Linked DNA regions of Siniperca chuatsi: region 2 is linked to region 1. The links are chromatin contacts, called in public Hi-C maps. All regions are on one chromosome and are shown on one strand. Each heading gives the region's core, a stretch centred on a gene start, on an enhancer-like site or on the middle of the called end of the contact. The rest is flanking DNA. Distances are from core to core; before and after follow the strand shown.

Region 1 (3,109 bases), core at 418-2,917:
TTTACGTCTTCAGCAGGAACCAACGGGAGGTAAAGTATTGAGAGACAGATGAACGCATTATTGATTTGGGGTTTTTTGTGGGCTGAGAGTCACCGCACCAGCAGACCTTTCTTTCTTTCTTTGCTTCTTAAATTCATTCACTCATTTATCAGCAGGCAGCCCGTGAAGCTCTGAACTCACCCGACAGCCAGTACATGACGGGACATTTGTCGGTCTCAGCCTTGGGAGGCAGGTAGATTGCAAACTTCATCTTACACTTGAGCTCAGTGCTGCATGAAGGAAATACAAACACACGTTAATTCACAGCTTCACAGGTGTGTGTGTGTGTGTGTGTCGCAAGGTGCGGGTGTTAACTCGGAGGTTCAGCTAAGATCTCACCTGTCATGCTCGAAAACCTTCTGGAAGCCACCGGCGCACTTGTTGGAGGACACTTGTGTGACGGCCATCTGCGATCCACAGAAAGAGACACAGTGCATCGTTACCTGGTGACATCATCAATAACTGAGTCTTACGTTATACTGCCGCTGTCCCGACTGACTTAATGAGGTTTACAGTTTCTCTTTATCTTAAGACTCTAAACGGATGCTCAGTTTGTTGTCAGACTTTCAAAATACAGAAACACTGCAAGAAACATCAATTTCACCAACTCATTTAGTTTTAGATTCAGCCTTTAAAACTTTGAGATCGAGTGTCACGTTGCAGTAATGTGGAACTTTTAACAAAAAGCAGTGCACACGTTTATTTTCCACCCTTCTGGGACCAATACATAAATACATTTAACACTTTTGTTGAATCAAACAAAATAATGGAATATAAATACAGTGCACTGGGTAAAACCGGTGAAATGTTAAGGCAGATTTCTTCCAGTGTTAAAGTTGGATTTAGGCAATAACATCACTTGTTCATATAACAGTGAAAGTGATCTAAACGTTTAGAAAATGACAGTCCACAGCTGTATAACACCATGCACACAAAACAGCTGCATGTAAAAACAGCAAAGTTAAGCTTCTGCAGATCAGCAGCCATGGTAGCCATTATTAATTAAAAGGAAATAAACTTCTGCAGTTTTAAACGCTGTGGCCGGTTGTTCGGGACGAAAACACACTATATTAATCCATTCATATCAAGCTGCTTCCACTGTTGAAATGGCGTGTAAAATACCACAAAGCACATTAAAAAACAACTGTTATATATTTCTATTGTTTTCCTAGATGCATCATCTATTTGCCGAACTGCCCAAAACACATTTCCAAACTCAAACAATGTATAACTATATGCTCAACCACCGCTGTGCTTAGCTAGTTTATAAGCAAAGGACATTTAAAATAGATATATTTTGAACAGAGTTTGGCGTACAGTGTCCCATCTGGGGGGCGTGCAGAGATTAGCAAGTAAAGTTAGCTCATGTTAATATCGTTAGCTGCTATTTATGAATTTCTGCTTTAAGTTAAATCGCTTTAAACCTTCTGACAAAGCAAATAAACAAACTACACGCATATTCCTCGGAGCATACCTTATCAGACCTTACTGAAATGAGTATTTTGTTGAAATTTGTGCTCAACTGGTTTGCTAACTTCCCCGCCGGCGCTGTCCAGAGTCCAACAACGTCAGGGGAAAACGTGGTGACGTCAGGGCAGCCACAGTTTACGTCCGATATGTAAAGCGTACGTTCAGACGCTAGATGGCGGTGGTGTTCACTGGGAAAATACGGGTATGTAAGACAGGTGACAAATGAAAAACACCTGAATAAATGAGTGGAGAAACATAACGAATGCAGGTGCAATTAAGCAATTAACACCCAATCGTGCTCTGTGGCATGCGTAAACACCTGAGCAGGCCCAGCTGATTCTGATTTTGTATCAAGATGGCAGCAGGGAAAGATCTCAGTGACTCTGAAACAGGGTTCACTAAAGTGACGTCAGTAAACAGGGTCTGGCACTGTGGTGCACCGTGATGCTCGTGCATTAGTGCGACATGTCAGGAAAAAACAGAAGAACTTCTTCCTCAGGTGACTGAGAACGTCAATGCAGGACGTGACCCAGTTACACCGGGGCTGCAGTGCACAAACCCCTCATTATCTGAGAGTTCAGTGGTGCAAAAACCCATCGGCACCGGTCTACAGAGATGTGGGGGGGAAGTGATCCTTCGCCATGTTATAACGGTGCAGGGCTGAGTGCTTGACCCCTACAGGAAGGGGATCCGGCTTCAGAGACTCCCTGAATCAATGCCAAGGAGCACTGAAGCTGTTCTGGCGGCACGTGGTGTCCCAACACCATACTAAGACTCTTGCCTATGTTGGTTTTTCTTGTAATAAATAAAAAAGTAAGTAGGTGGATTATTATTGTATGACAAGTAAAAAAAAAAATGCTTCTTCTGAATGTTTGAATTACAGAAAGTATGCAGTTATACAAAAGGCTGTGTGTGCTACACATCAACAGCTTTACCGTTTGTACTCTTTGAAATATACAATCTACATTTTCAGATTGAAGACCAGAAAAGGGGAGACAAATATTTGTGTCTATTAACGTGAAAGGTTTCCATCAGTAAAATAAAAAACGACTGGGCAAAATGTCTCAAAAAGCACATTTTTTAAAGTGAAAAATAATTGTAAAATCCGGCAATTACAGAAGTGGAATGGCTGGGTTGAGGTCTGGAGCAGCTTTTTTTTAATAAGCTGCAGCAACTGATGTAGATTTTATTTTTAATTTTTTTGACAGGAAGCTCGCTGATTGGTCAGCGTCACTGTACACGTGAGTGTCGGCCAAATGGCTCATTTTCAAAGAAAGAAAGATTGTTAATACAAAACATAGTCAACAACTAAATGATCATGCATTATTAAAGATTAAGCTACCCAGCTGTATATATACAGTACTTCACATGAGCTCACATGAGATCAATAATTATAATCAAATAATGTAATACACGTGATTCTGAACTGGGCCATTCTGCATAGTACCTAGCCTACTTTTACTTTTGGGACTTTGAGTGCATGTCGATGCTGATACTTCAGTACACTTTTGAGAGCAGGACTTTTACCTGAAGCAGATTACTTCCACGCTGTGATTTTGCTAAAGATCTGAGCACTTGTTCCACTACTGAAAAACAAAAA
Region 2 (3,510 bases), core at 357-2,856, 210 kb after region 1:
GTGAGATTAAATGAGCAGGAACAGGTTTGGTTATGTGGAGGCATCCATGTCAGATCTATATCTAGACACCGCGACATTCCCACGTCCGGTGTAGACAGGAAGTTAAAAGACAATCAGTTTCCTTGTGGCTGAAACAAGATCAATAAGCCTCTCGACAGGCGGCGATCAGGGAAACGTTTTCACTCTGACTAAATAAGCTAACGCAGCGAGGAAGTCCCTCTAACGTCACAAAACACCTCTTTATTTATCTTTAAGCTGCATAAATCTGCTGAAAGTAAAAGTTTTAAAAGGTTTCTGCTTTCAGCGTGTTTCTTTTACTACTCAAATAATAAAAACAAGAATCAGAACCAGGATTAAATAACAACCTGAACCGGGATTCACCTAAAATCTCAAACCCTACTCTGCATCCATCTACCTGCGTTGTAGATTAGGATTATAAAGAACTACAATGATCATATAAAATACGATGCATCCTTTATACAGTAAATTAAACAACCCAACAGTATATAAAATAGCTCGAATCAGTTCCATCTCGACCAAATACAACATAAAAATGCTGTTTACATGTAAATGCATCGTAATAACCATCCAGTAGTATAATATATAAGAATATTACTCTGACAGAGGCCATTTTGTCTGAACAGGGGTACTTTTACTTAAATACTTTAAAGTAATTTTTGCTGATAATCCTGTGGTTTTACTGAAGTAAGACTTTTACAGAGCGGTATTGCTGTTTGTACTTGAGAAAAGGGGATCTAAATACTTCTTTAAAAATCACTGCAAGACACCAGACAAACACCAGAGACATTAGAGAAAATAAAGACATTTAGTTTTTAAATAACTACAGAAACATTCAGCCAATCACAAGCTCCCTTAAGAGAGGTAACTCGGGATTTGTTGCCAACTTCCGTGACAGCACCTGGGACGTACCTGAGAGTAATAGCAACAGATATATTTGTACAATAATGACTATTTAACACATTTACTGAATACCACATTTGCCCGGTGGTACACCGTGTTTGCCGATCTGTCCCCCGGTTGTCGTGCGGTGTACCTGCCGTGTGTTGGCGCAGAGCTCCGCAGCTCTCCTCCGCTGTTAGCAGCCGCCGGTGGAGGTCACGGGGGGCCACCGCTCCCCTCCAAAAACACAGTTTAAAAACAACACGACGGTGTGGCAGGGTAAGCCCAGGCCGAAAGGATTAGCTACGTGTGTGTAAGCTCGTGTTTTTTTTTGCTGGGTCACTTCATCTCGGCGGCAGTGACAGCCGGCCATGCTAGCTCCGCGCTAGTTAGCATGTTAGCCAAAACAACGGAAACTCAATGAGGGTGTGCTAATGTCAAATTTGACCCTGGCAGTTTGTGGGGAAACTGTAGTCTTCGGGGAAGGTGCAGCGCTGTCACGGACACCTGCTCCGAAAGCCGGAGACCTTCGCTTCAATGTGGACTCACACTCACCTTGGAAGCGGAGCTGATAGTGTTTCTGGCCCCTGAATTTCTCAGGCTAGCCGTCAAACGGCCGCAGATCAGGGACGTCGCCATCTCTCCCTCTAGAGCGGAGTAATCGGCGCGCATGCGTAGTGAGCTGCAAAAGCGGCTTTCCCAGTGCGGCGTTCAGACGCTGTCGGAAATTACACGATAATCTCAAAATGAACGCTCAAAGTAGCCCCGTGAACATGGCTGGGAAGTATTTAAGCACTGAAATGTGAAATTTAACATGGAGAGGAAACACAGTTATATACCATATACATACCAGATGGTTGTTGTAAAAGTAACAGCCATTTCTGGCAAAATTAATTACTTAAAATAGCTGCCACGTGCCTGATGAGCACGTCTTCTCGTCCTCATAACATCAAGGCAACATGTGTCGCATGATTTTAGCACTAAAACATATACCAGAACCATACTACAAAAGTTAGCATGTCTTTGCTCTTTCTATTTAACCGAAATACACACTACACATTTCTGACAATCACTGACGTTGGGCGTTTACAAAGAGCTCGTGAAGGCAGCAGTGTCACGGCCTTGACACAGTGTAAATATATCCTCACTGTGGCCTTTAACCTAAATTAAAACAATCATTACTGCACAATAACTGGGAATTATTAGTGTTAACTCAACTACACTGACTGAACTCATGTTTGTAGATGCAGAATAGGTTTTATTGGGATTTACGTTTTTGTCAGAGCTTAATATCAACATGTACACTTTCTGTCTTAACTCTGAGGTTATTTTGAAGTTGGTGTGAGTGTAGTCATGTAGGAATACTTTAAAACTCCCTTTAACTTTTTATCTGTTCACCGGCATTATAAGATTAAGAACACTTTGACCTACAGTACTAATGCAACGTGTTAAATAAGGAAGTGATCTTCAGGGGTAAAAATAAACTGCTTTTCTCTTCATGTTAGTGACTTGTACATTTATAATGGAAGTTACGAGATGATCTCAGACTATCTGCCTTTATTTTTTATTTACAAGTCTGTTTGACACACACACAATTCAAAAAGTATTTATTTACACGGCTGAGTATGTACAAGCTTATTTACACGGAGGTAAATTTACAGCATTTGTCCATATTGTTATATAACCACTCGCAGTACATGTTCCAGCTGACGGGTCACCAAAGAGCAAGAGAAGTCGAATTTTAAGTTTGGTTTGTCTTTAAGTTCCAGCTTTCAGAAGGAAGTTAAACTAATTACGTCTTCATGTAGAAGTCTAGACGGGAGAAACGATCGACTCGTTTAATTACGATGATGCTGATGATGACGCCTTCACACCTTTAACTGCTTGGCGACGCTGGTCTTTGAGCCCACCGGGACCCAGAACGCAGTCTGTGGATCCACAAAGTAACGAAACAACAACAATCCTCAGTCAGCTGAGATTCACAGAAAACGACTCCCGAAGCTGAAGCTGTTACTAGCCGCTTCAGACAGAAACGTAGCCCTCTTTACGAACGCAAGGAATCTACAATAAGGAAAACTAAAAGCTACTCTTACAAAACCGACTCATTCTACAAAACGTAAATAAACGACGGCACGTTTTTAATAAAAGATAGTGAGGAACTAAAGACCTCAGCTGAAATGATGATGATAAATGACTTTCATTCCTCTATATTAGTCTTTAAATCAATCTTTCCATTGTAGCGACGAGCTCCTCCGTTACTGACAGGCAGAGGCAGATAAAACGACAGACTGACGTCTGTAGAGACGAGCTGCGAGCTCACAACGCTTCACCTTAAAACAATCGCGCACACTATGTTTGGAGCAAGTCTTGCACTCGCCTACGTTGTAAATGACTAAAAGGTGTAGATATTTGATCAGATGTTGCTCAATGGTGACCCCACACACACGCACGCGCACACACACACACACACACACACACACACACACACACACACACACACACACAGAGAGAGACGCTGTCTTTCAGTCGGAGTCGCTGCTGCTGCTGGAGGAATCCGTCGACATGGCCTCCACGTCGTCCTCGTTCTCCTTGTTGTGACCCGGAGGCTCC

The links. Hi-C and Micro-C count contacts between places; a contact is called where the count stands out from the background.
Region 2: a Hi-C map of skeletal muscle shows a contact between it and region 1, with 5 times the contacts expected there. The contact joins the promoter of sucla2 here to the promoter of esd in region 1. A contact is called at or near these places in 2 of 3 Hi-C or Micro-C datasets (skeletal muscle and an unstated tissue).

What each region holds. Positions count from the first base shown.
Region 1 is chrLG12:27,693,930-27,697,038 of ASM2008510v1, forward strand. It overlaps esd (S-formylglutathione hydrolase), which reads right to left and starts at 1,668. Exons shown (of 9, transcript XM_044215934.1): 1 at 1,514-1,668; 2 at 379-446; 3 at 181-269. The coding sequence starts at 446.
Region 2 is chrLG12:27,907,704-27,911,213 of ASM2008510v1, forward strand. It overlaps sucla2 (succinate--CoA ligase [ADP-forming] subunit beta, mitochondrial), which reads right to left and starts at 1,607. Exons shown (of 11, transcript XM_044215826.1): 1 at 1,456-1,607. The coding sequence starts at 1,572. med4 (mediator of RNA polymerase II transcription subunit 4) reads right to left here. Exons shown (of 8, transcript XM_044215832.1): 7 at 3,387-3,510; 8 at 2,491-3,346. The coding sequence ends at 3,423.